Linked DNA regions of Rattus norvegicus: region 2 is linked to region 1. Evidence: chromatin contacts called from public Hi-C data. All regions are on one chromosome and are shown on one strand. The core of a region is the stretch at or near the end of the contact, and the rest is flanking DNA. Distances in the headings are between cores, read along the strand shown.

The links. Hi-C and Micro-C count contacts between places; a contact is called where the count stands out from the background.
Region 2: a Hi-C map of psoas muscle shows a contact between it and region 1, with 2.6 times the contacts expected there. The contact joins two enhancer-like sites. A contact is called at or near these places in 6 of 12 Hi-C or Micro-C datasets (the A7r5 cell line, frontal cortex, hepatocytes and 3 more).

The regions. Positions count from the first base shown.
Region 1 is chr13:82,905,232-82,910,917 of GRCr8, reverse strand. The region is part of intron 2 of Pbx1 (PBX homeobox 1); the gene reads left to right. Among named protein-coding and RNA genes, the nearest start is that of Pbx1, 210 kb to the left of the region's middle. Within about 2 kb of position 3,332, at least 11 of the 93 cell types and tissues checked have an H3K27ac peak or open chromatin away from gene starts, as enhancers often do. A contact at or near this core is called in the A7r5 cell line, where this site is marked.
Region 2 is chr13:83,071,265-83,077,092 of GRCr8, reverse strand. All of the region lies in intron 2 of Pbx1 (PBX homeobox 1), which reads left to right. Among named protein-coding and RNA genes, the nearest start is that of Pbx1, 47 kb to the left of the region's middle. Within about 2 kb of position 3,807, at least 16 of the 93 cell types and tissues checked have an H3K27ac peak or open chromatin away from gene starts, as enhancers often do. A contact at or near this core is called in the A7r5 cell line, where this site is marked.

The DNA of each region.
Region 1 (5,686 bases), core at 2,083-4,582:
AGGACTTGTTCGTCCTCACACGAGTCCTATGTGTATGTATTTGCCCATGCCCGTGTTTGTGGGTGCACTCACTGGCTTGTGCCAGTTCTTTCTTTGTTACACATTTGTAACATATAGGAACCAGACACCAGACTCTTAAGTCTGTCATTTCTGGTCCTTTACCAGTGCATCAGCCCCGAAAGGCAGTGTCTCACAAAGTGCAGGGGAGACTCCTACTTACGTTGTATGTAACCGAGGGTGATAATGAACTTCTGATCCTCCAGCCTTCGCCTCAGGAGTGATGTAGTAGTAATAGGTCTGAGCCTGTGTTAATCCCAGCACTCCCGAGGCAGAGGTGAGTTCAAGGTCCTCCTGGTCTACATAGTGAGTTCCAGGACAGCCAGGGTTATGTAGAGCCCCCTTCCCCCCAAAAAAACCCAACCAAATTAAAAAAAAACATCATTGTCACTGTCATCATCGTCATAAATAACAATAACCTCATTTTACTCATAGTCTGAATGGTGACAAATCAGTATCATCACTACTTATTTCATGACGAGGAAACTGAAACTAAAATGAGGCAAAGTCCCCCAGCAAGAGTCTGGAATGTGGGTTAGCATGGGATATCCCCGCTTCTATCTCATTGTACTTTCCTCAAGGATCCTTAAGCTGCATTGTAGAACTGGGTGAAGAGAAGCCTGAATGTACACTTATATTTTCTTGGATATTAGAGTTTGCTGGTGGGGTTGGGGAACTTATCATAGCCAGCAAGAACCAGGCAATGTTCTGGACATCTTAGGATGACTTTAATCCACAAAATGTTTTCAGCTTGAGGCAAGAACGCATTAAGGAACCCCTCCCGCCTTCCGTAGTGACTTGCTGTAGGAGATGCTGTTGTAGAGAGAAGTCTTCCTCTCTGTGGAGAGCGCAGCATCCTCCAGCTACTGGCTCCATATCTCCCATGCTTCTTATGTATAACTAAGTAGGAAATGGTTTTCCACATCCTGAGTTCCCATGTGCAGCCCAGGCCTTACACACCCTACCCTGGCCCTCTCCCCTACCTCATTCCCTTTCCTCAAATGTCTTGAGTACACAGATCTGAGGGCAGAGGTCATATGAAGCCATGCCCCAACCCCCAACCTCTGTAGCTTTTCTTGTTACAAAGAGGGTTTCCTGAGCCACTGTAGAAGCTTTATCTATTAAGATCTGTAAGTCCGTCACCAGGCAGCCGGCACTCGTCCAGAAATGCAGGCGCCTGTTGTCCAGTGAGTTAGCTTTCTCCCTGCCAGCTGGCCCGGGGAGACTCGGTGTGCCAAGCAGGGAACGTGTGAATGGGATCCATGCCCGTACATCCCTTGAGAAGTACAAGTCCTGTGACCAGAAGGGCCAGAAGTTAGCCCAGAGAAAAGACGGGAAAAACTTGGTAGGTCTCTAGAGAAAACTCCTAAACATAAATGCTCAAAATAGTAAAAACCATCCCCAAGAGTACCCTGTATTTTTGTTTTCATCTCCTGCCTTAAAACTTCACCCGCAGTGCACGTGTTGCGGCTCTGGGCCAAGTGGGAAGAAATGAGTGCATTTTCCAGTTCCTGGCTAGAGCACCCTTTGAAAATCAGGGCAGCCATGATACCATAAGAAACACTCCGTAAATATGCTCGCACTGAAACACTTGAAGACCTCACTATCTCGTTGTTGGAAGGAAGTTGACAAGTCCTTTTCTGATCCCATATGCTGTTTATATATACCTGCTCATTAATGAACCCAGGAAAATATTGCAAGGATTGAAAGATATCTTGTCTTCATACCAAATGGTGACACTTTAGGAGACCACTGACCCGAACAAACTCCTGTGTGATTCGAAGGGGACAATACCGTGTATCAGAGTGATTCCCAGATCTCCAGATTCTGTGCACTGGAATCCTCTGAAGAGGCCATTCTAGGCCAGCAGCCAGGAAGATTCCCGCTTGGTCCTCTACAGTCTGAGTTCCGACAGTGAACTCCGATAGGCTCTCTCCTGAGCCTATCCATCAACCGTTGTCTGGCAGCTGCCTGTAAATGCCGGATTGTGAAACTGGGGAAATCAAATGGTTAATCATTTCCATTTACTTGATAGACGACTCTTTAAAATAACTCACCAAGACAGCTTTTCATCAAAGACAGAAGAGGCTTGAGAACTGGGAGGGATGAGCGCCCATAAGTACAACCCCAAGCTTCAGGCTACTAAGGAATGGGAGATATGGGTCCCGACACGGTTTAGAAGAATCAGCGCCTAGCTTAGTCCTTTTCCTGCTGGAGGAGTGTCCACCAGTATGTGGATGATGACTGTGCCTGTCAGAAATGACACACCCTGAAAGGTCGGGGTGGTGGAGTAGTGGGGTGGCGGAGATCTACAAATCTGAAAGCAGCTGGTGTAATCTTAGGCCTCAGAGAAACCCTTCACAGATACTGGTCCTGTGCTTGGCTCTCCCTCACTCCAAAAGCCATTGCCTTAATGTCAGCATAGTCTTACTTGTTTAGAATGGTCACATTTGAAAGGCAGATCTTAGTTTTGGGAAATGGGTGTGGAAGAGATGGGAGAGAAAAAGCGTTCTCTCTGTACAACTTAGAACCGGAGGGGGGTGCACACACCAGGAACTAACTGCCTGGCCTAGAAGGGTGGCGGGACACAGATGCCTAAGATGCCGTAGTCCTACATCCTACTCGGCTGCGTGCACAAGAGCTCTGAAAGGACCTGAATAGATGCACGATACCTGAGTCATGAGATCATGCTGGGTCACCACTGGCTTCTAGGAGCTCACTCTCTTGGTGGCAGGAGCCTGCCTTATTTTTAGCAAAGTTACCCACCTTTATAATCTGTAAGTGTGCTAGCAGAGTTTGTGTTTATATTGCCAGGTGATGATGCAATTCAGTGTGCACAAAGGGTCCCAGGGGCTAAACATTTTCCAGTTTCTAAAAGTACAAGGGCAGACTACTCCTAGCTCCTCCACTGGCTTCAAAGTCCTGCCTGGCTTGGGGTTGGTAGCTCGTCTTGGAAAGACAGAACTCCAAACTGCTCCAGAGACTGTAAAAATCTAGCTTCTGCCTTGGTGCTTTGAAACCATGAAGAGGCTTTTTAGCCTTGTGTCTGTCCAGGGGTTATCTTTTCCAATGGTCTCTTTATCTGGCCCAGCTAAGCGAGTTTCAAGTTTTACTCCATACCCTGAAACAATGTCCTCTGCTAATATGCTCTCCTCCCCGTCTGCCCACATTTGGGAGCTCAAATCTGAGCAGATCCCAGTTCCCCAGCTCCATGGAGATGTTGGTGGCTGTTGGGACCCTTTAAACAAGTCCTCGGTGGGGAGAGAGTGCCCTCTAGTGGGCACCAGCAGGGAGCGGTTCCCGAGCTGTATTGCTCAGCCAAGGACAAAACAATCCTTTGCACAGCCCTCCCACTGGCTCTCTTGAATGTGCCTTTGGGTTTGGTTTGTTTTTCTCCTTGTGTGAAGAAAATAAATAAAGATTGAACCGCAGGTGGCCAGTTGTGAGAGCTGCTTCAACCAGGCTGTGACAATCTCCTTATCTCTGGAGTTTTAGCACAGGATTAACCCTAGGGCAAGTGATAACAGCAATGTGACTTCTGGTGCCTTCTAAAGACTGTGACAACCTCTGTGTAAATCACTTACCCGTCGTGACTGGTCTCTGTCTTTATTGGAATGGGAGGGGGTGATTTGTGGGTAGGAAACTCCTTCTTTAAGAATTATTACCTAAACCGGGATAAATACCTTGGTGTTAGGTACAGCCAGTGGGGCTGTTAGAACCCTGGATGCACCAGCATGCACAGGCATGGGGACCCTTTAAAGCCCAGTTTCACGGAAAGCTCTTGGGCAGGAGATGGAATGGGAAGAAGGGAGGGGTGCCGGGCACCCATCAGGGAGGCGGCAACCTGATCATATGTGATGGCTGCTGGATTAGGTAACAGCTCGGTTGGTTGAAATTGGATCTTGGAGGACGAGTGTTAACATCTCCGGTGTCCCAGTGAAAGGTTCATTTGAGTCTTGCATGGTGCTGGAGAGATAAAAAGGAGCTTTTAAATACACATTTTGTCTCCAAGTCACCAGAGTACTGACTTCAAGCCATAAATAGGAAGCGTCACATCTGTTAGCCGTATCACTTATTTCTTTAATGCTGGTGGGATTTTCTTTTTAACTGACTAGTTGAACAGTTTCCGGGTCAGGGAATTCATAGACCTGGTTGTTGTTGTTGTTGTTGTTGTTGTTGTTGTTGTTGTTGTTGTTTACTAGAATCTTGAAATCTTGTCCTAGGAAGAAGCAAGGACCTGCAAAATTCCCTGCCTTCTTTAAACATACATGCACACCCCAAGACCATCAGAACAGTCGCCTCCCATGTACTATGGCACAACAAAGTGTTCCCCTATTTGTGTCTAGCTCTTGCACATTTTCCAGTGTAGTCTTTCATGAGTAGAATATAATTTAAATGGTGCACTGTTTGGGGGTGGGGTGGGGGGGGGTCTTTCTGGACTTTTTTTTCCCTGCATCTTTTCATTCTCTTATTTTCAAATTTCTGGTAGAACACGTCTATAAAACAATTGTAATAAGTCTTCGCAAACCCACTTTCCTTTGAACGAGTATTTATTTAAAGCATTTACCGTGTAAAAAAATTCAAGCGCCTTTATTGTTGCCAGCCCCACTGCTCCGTAGGTAAATCTTCTTTCGCCACCGAGGAATGCATCCCAATGCACTGTCTGCAGAGACTTCCAGTCTAGGTAGGCGAGGCATGTTATTATACAATAGGCCACCATTGTTGGCCGCATTCCCTCTACAGCGTCCTTAGGGAGATCCTCGCCTTATTGAAAAAGATCAAAAATATCAAGGGCAAGCAAGATATTCATTAGGTTGAGGAGAGTTTATGAGGAGGAACTTGGTTGTTTAAAAGCACCCAGGCACAGGCATGACTGAAACCCAGAGGAGTAGGGAGAGAGAATGTGCTGAGGAAATATCGGGTATATGGGAACCAACAGTGCGAACCTGCTCATGACCACCTGCCTGATCCGTGCTCTCTGAGTACCAGTTGACCTAGCTTTATTCTTCCTCGTGATTGGTTTTGCTAAAGCTGGGAGTTTAGGAGGCCATCTTTGGCACCTGTTTTACTGGAGGAGAGAAGTGCCTAACATTGCTTTGGAATGGCAGGTGCCAACGGATGGGTAGCACGTTCTTTTTGACAGTGCTGCTGTGGGTGAGAAAGGATGATATCATGTCTTAGTGATGGGTCACGTGCAAGGGCCATAGGCTGCAGAGTCACCAGGAGACACCTTTGGACATATTACTGTCTTATTTAGCATCATGGGAAAATTATTTTTTTCTTTATCCCAACGAGTTTGATTTGGTTTCTTCTTAAGGAAATAGACTGGATCTCTGAGTAAGAAGACTTGATTCAGAGATTGGTACAGTGGGATGTATTTGTAATCCTAGCATACAGTGAAGGCTAAGCAGGGCCCTTATGAGCTTGAGACCAGTATGGATATGTATAGTAGGACTTTGTTGAATGAATGAATGAATGAATGAATGGGGCTTCAAATATTGCCTCAGAACAGAAAAGCAATATTCATTTTTCAATAGCTCAGGGGTAATTTCTTCTTTAAAATTTGTGAAGAGTTCATATATATATATATATATTTTTTTTTTTTGATAAAGTGGTTAAAATTCACCAA
Region 2 (5,828 bases), core at 2,558-5,057, 170 kb before region 1:
TGGCTTTTTCTTCTTGTCCCTCTGAGAGAGAAAAATTCAATCTCTCAAACTGTGAAGGCTACTCCCTGCTGTCTACCATGCTCCAGAGGTTGGGAGATATTTCTTATTCTCGTTAGTTAGTTAGTTAGTTAGTTAGTTAGTTAGTTTGTTTGTTTATCTACTGCACCAGTGTCTTTCTTCCTGTTAGTCATGGGCATGAACACCTAGGAGATAGGTAGCAGACAGCATGTCTAACAGTCACAGTAGGCAAATTCCAAAAGTACGGTTTATATGTCCTCCTAGCCTTCTCTTCCTTCTCATTGGAACCTTGTCATTTTCTGCAATGCATCGTTTCCCTCAGCTCCTTACACACACGTGCGCACATACACACGCACACACACACACACACACACACACACACACACACACACACACACGCATGCATGTGTGCACCTCATATGCTCTAGATTCCCTAAGGTCCCGAGCTCTTTGGTTGCATCGGTGAGAATCTTGTGGATTTCGTGAGACCCTCCATGGCCTCTTTACTGGGCTTGGCAAGTATTTGGGGCCAGGCAGGAAAAGGAAGCCCCAGAGACTCTCCCTGTTTGGTTTTCATACACCCTAACAGCTAAGGCAGTGTCTGACGTGCCCTGGGCACTCAGTTTGTTCTGTGAAACATAGCGAGCAATTGGAGAATCCTGTGAAGGAAAGGGAAGGACATCAGACAACCTTTGGGCATTTACAGCAGAGAAAGATGCCTCGTGACTGGTCAGGGCGAAGACTTCCAATCTGATGGCAGAGACACCAGACACTTTCCCACTCACTGAACCAGAGGCTTGGCACAAATTCCTGGATACAAGTTCAAGGGTCCAGCCTTGCTCCCTGGACAGCTCCCTTTGTCTGTGAGATTTGGTCTTAAGGCAGTGGCTGCCTCCTCTTCTGCTTGTGTTCCGCTCCTCTCTAATGAGCACGCTCTGGCGCCAAGAAAGCTCCCAGCCACAGAGAAAAAGACTCAGGGGACTGGGATTGAGAGGGACAAGTAAGCTTGGAGCTTGGATGGTGGTCCAGGGGGGCCCTCCCTTGTCTTCTTTGAAGCATGGTGGGGGCTGGTTCCAAGGCTCTGTGGGAAAGCCTTTTGAAGGCTCTTGGGCCATGGGGCACCATTATACTTTAGTTGAGGGGGTCCCTGTTTTGTTCCAAGGAAGATGTGCTAGGGTTAACGTAAAAGCTGCAGTTAGCAACTAGGAACCCAGTGGTCTGTATGGCTGCTTTCTTAATTGCTGGTGAATTAAGCCCAGGAGGCATGAGGGGTGGGTGGAGAGAGCTGTTTTGAGAGGTTAAGGACCTTGTAGACTGATGATAGGGTTAGAGTTGGGTGGAAACAAGCAAGCTGAAGACCAGGAGAGCCACCCACAACCAGCTTCATGCTCGCCCCTCTGCTCTCTGACCTCAGTCAAGGCCTGTCCTCAGTGATCACAAAAGTGGTCATTTCCCTGAGGAGGACTAGCTGACGGGCCAAACCCGCCTGGCTCCACTGTCAAAAGTATCTGCGCACATTTGGCCCCGGAGGGGCTGTTTGTTCGCACTTCTTTCCTTCAAGCATGAGCTGGGAGATGGGGAAGAGAGAAAAGAGAAAAATCAAATTAAATGTGTGTCCAGGACAATGAATCGTGTCTCTAGTCAGGCTGCCTTCAATTGTCTGGCTTTTTATTTTCTGAACTTTCGCTCACCATAAATCTTTTCCCCTCTCCTTTTGTGCATTAATTTTTTTTCTTTTTTTTTTTTTACTCTTTGTGCCAACACTTTGTCCTCTGGCCTGTCTGTGTCTGTCCCTCCTGGCTCTGTAATACATGCCACATTCTGTCACTTGCATCCTGATCGTAGCCCCAGCCCATCACTTGGAAACTTCGTGTTTTTAAGTTTTCGGAATTTTGTTTCTTGTTACTGTTGTATGTAAGGGGTCCACTTGACCCTTTTTGAAGTGGTCTGTCTTTCTAGCTTTGAAACAGGCTTCCATTTCTGTCTTTCATAGAAAATCCCAACCCTGTATGCACATGGTCATACGTGTTCCCTCTCTGGTTGTCTGCTTAGGAAAATAGTCTTGCTCCAGAAATTTAAAAAAAAGAAAAAGTCCCTGGGCTTTCTTGTTGTTGGGCTAAGCATTCCTTTGCTTTGAGGTACAGAACAAAAATGACTTAGGAGAATAAAACCAGGGGTGACATACCCCACAGGAAGTGGGGACCCGGGCCTGCCTGATTCCTTAGCAGACAAGGGAGTCAGGGCCCCGCACAGCTCCTGGCCTCCTGCTAATGTTTCTCCAATCTCACTTTACCTCCAGCTAGGAGAGAGCTGACAGCGTACAACAATGGCCTTCTTTCTTCCAGCAGGGCCCGTGTTTTGATAGTGTCAGGTTACACCCCTGCCTCCCCCTGGCCCATTTATAAACCTGACACAGGCAACATGATGTCATGTTACTTTTTTCAGCGTCTCCATGAGGGAATTTTTAAACACCCCCCCCCCCCAGGTCAGAAGAATGATAGTTGATTTTTGCTGAAATGAACCATGGCACGGTGTAATTAATATATGGGCTCCTAGTTCAAGATGGGTGGGGGTGGGAGGTGGGTGCGGTCTTGATCACACTGGTGTGGGTGGAGAGTGAGGTGTTTTCCTTCTCATGGTTTCCAGCCACCTACTGTTTGTAAATTGTAGCCTTTGAGAGCTCCCCTGGATTGTGCTGTCTTGCTGGGATCCTGATTTCCAACTCTTTGCCTCAGTGGCTTTAGGAGTTGATCTGAAGTGGGAATGAAAGGGTTCTCTCGGGAGGCTTCTCTGTGGTGGGTCCAAGTAGTCCTGCTGTCTGCCAGCCCTGTTTCTGGACTGGACTGTGCTGTGGTCTCCTCATTCTCCCTCCTCTGTACCTTTCTGTGCCAGTACCTGTGACTATAAAAGCACTCAGCATAATTCTGAGTCTCTAGAACTTACCATTTGTTTCTTTTGAATCAAAAGTTACGGTATATTCCATAATGAATGTCTGCATGGCATCCACCAGGAACACACACCTAGGGGGGGGGGGTGGCGGAAGAGACGAAATGTGATGGAGCGCCCATCTCTGTCATGGTCTCCCTTCCCAGCAGTGACCTTGTTACGAGGGTCTCATGAGAGGTGGGTGAACAGGGTGGTGAGGAATGCTGCGGGCAAAGTCCAGCTTCATTTTCTAGTCCTGACCCTGATATTAACCGGCCGATTAACTCTGGCAAGTTATTTGATATTTCTCTGCCTGATAGGTTAGGTATGAGGAACAAGAAAGACTACCTTACTGAATTACTGGACAGATCACATGTATCTAATACACGCAGTGTGTTTATGGTAGTGCTTGGCACATAGCAAATACCACATGAGACTTTCCTTAAAGAAACCTTTCAATGTACGTCTATTTGTATCTGAGTATCTAGATATATAGATAACATTTCAAATGTTTTTTCTTCCTGCCTTAAAGAATCGCAAATGGCAGAACAAACAGCAAAAAGCCCATGCACACTTCATTTTTCTGAAAGTCTAGTTCCTCAGTATCTAAAAGGCGTAGGTGGCCCACATTCAAGCCTTATGCTCTACATTTTGATCCGCAATGTTTTGTAACCGTATGTGTAGGCAAGCCATCAGGGCCATCTCTTAGACGTGTATTTCAAACACCAGGCTGGACTAGATCCAAAACCCCAACCGCTTTGAACTTGTCCTTCCCCTGGGAGCAGGTCACACCCTTAGTGGACTCTCAGCCTTCCCGCAGTGTCCTTTGCTTAATAGACATTCCCGCCGCTCGGTGCAGCCTGGCGAGCTCCTTCAGCTACAGGCTCAAATGTCAGGGTTGCAGTAAAGCTATTCTTAACTCCCTCCAGGATCATCCTGGGATCCCCAGAGCATGGTCTGTGTGTCTGGATCCTAAGGTGTGCACACTGTGCGTTTTATGATCAGTACATAGAGCTCTGACTCTGCCTGGGTGAGCGCAGCTGTCAGCACAGTGCCAGTAACCTGGTCCATGCTATGCATGGTTTTTGTTGTTTGTTTCTTGTAGATAAATAAACTGGTTTGCATAATTAGTGGACACAATGCAAGTCTCTTCCTCCTGTCTCCATCTCTAGGGTAAGCTGGGAAGAAAGGCAGAACTCAAACTCCGTTTTAGGACTTGACCAATTTGGAGTGCAGCGCAAGGTTTCCCTTAAGCACACTCCATTTAAACCTGCTGTAAAACAGACCCTAAAACACTTGGAACCAGAGAGGTGATTTCCAGGGGATCTGTCAGGCCTCCCTGTCTTGCTGATAAAGTAGGATCTGTAGAAGACCCCCATATGCTCAAGAGATAGACATCTGGGCCGGATGGCCGACGTGAAGCCAAGCACACAAGCATCCTTTCATTCCTAGAGTTGAGGTGTTTTATGTTGAGAGGTGTGGTTCCCTCCCTTCTGTGTGTGTGTGTGTGTGTGTGTGTGTGTGTGTGTGTGTGTAAATTTAATAAAAGCAGTGTGGAACTGCTTTTGTTGTTTTACAGACCAGTGGTTCAACCCTTCTCATTTTACAGTGCTACAGTGCGTTACAAGTCCTGACCAAGGACACACCTCCATTTATGGCAGACACTCAAGGAGTCTAATATGAGGACGCTGGTGGCAGCTCTTCCCCTAGCTGGCTGTGATTCCCTCTGTCCTCAGGGTTCACAGCAGGAGCAGGTCAGCCCACACATACCTCCCTTTGCTTCCTTCCGACATGGTTCCCCCCACCAATCTCTCTCTCTTACTCCTTTCCCCTGTGCTCACCCCCACCCCACCCCCACCCCATCCCCTCATTTCTGTTGACATGTGACTTGTAGCATTGGCCGCCTTCCTGCCTGGATCTTGATGTCTGCCAACTGGCCGATGATGGGTCTGCGATCCCACTTCCCTCTGCCTGTTTTCACCCTCTGAACTGTGGAGGCAGCTCATAAAACATGGGCTCCACACATTTTACAGCATTCAGTCGGGCTTCTCACAGCACACATGGTAATGACAAGCAGGTTTCCAGGGGGCAGAGCCAACTGGAGGCTCAGGCTTCCCTTTACGTGCCATGTCAGGTGGACTGCGAGCCTCTCCCAAGATGTCTCAACAGTTTTCATTTCTTGAGAGGTCAAAGGACATGTGTGGACATAATTCTTTCCAACTGGTAGCCCCTTTCTCACTACAATAAAAACGTGTGGAGTTTGATCCTGTTCCTTCTATTGGCCGGCAAGTGTTACCGTGGTCTGTTGACTGTATGCAGTGTTATGTGTATGTCTAACCACAAGGAATTTTTAAAACAGTGAATACACTATTTTTGCCCCAGTTCAGTTTTCTTCCTGCAAGTAGATGTAATGTAAGGACATTAAAGCCATGACCGTAGGATCGACATTTCTTTCTTTCAAGTAATTCTGCTCAGGAGTAAGATTCCTGACCTTACGTGGCACTGGTCCCCAACAGATACCAAGTGCTCAGGCCCCGACATTCTAAATGTTAGGTACCAAACTGACCTTTCTGTAATCGATTTGTTTAATCCAGTGTTATTAAGAGCCAGCTGTTCCAGCATTGATTGGATTGATGTAGTGGCCCTGGGAAGCAGGCACTAGACAAGGCCAAAGTAACTAGACTACCGTGCGCATGCGTGGGCAAGGACTCAGTAGCAGCACTGGATTGTGCACATCACCAATCAGGAAGACCCCAATCAGTTACATGTGGCCTGTCATGGGTGTGTGTGTGTGGGGGGGGGGGGTAAAGCAGGAGAGGGAGGGAGAGAGGGTGTGTCTAGTATCGTTGGCTTTGGAATTTGGCTACCCCGTGGTCCCACATGCC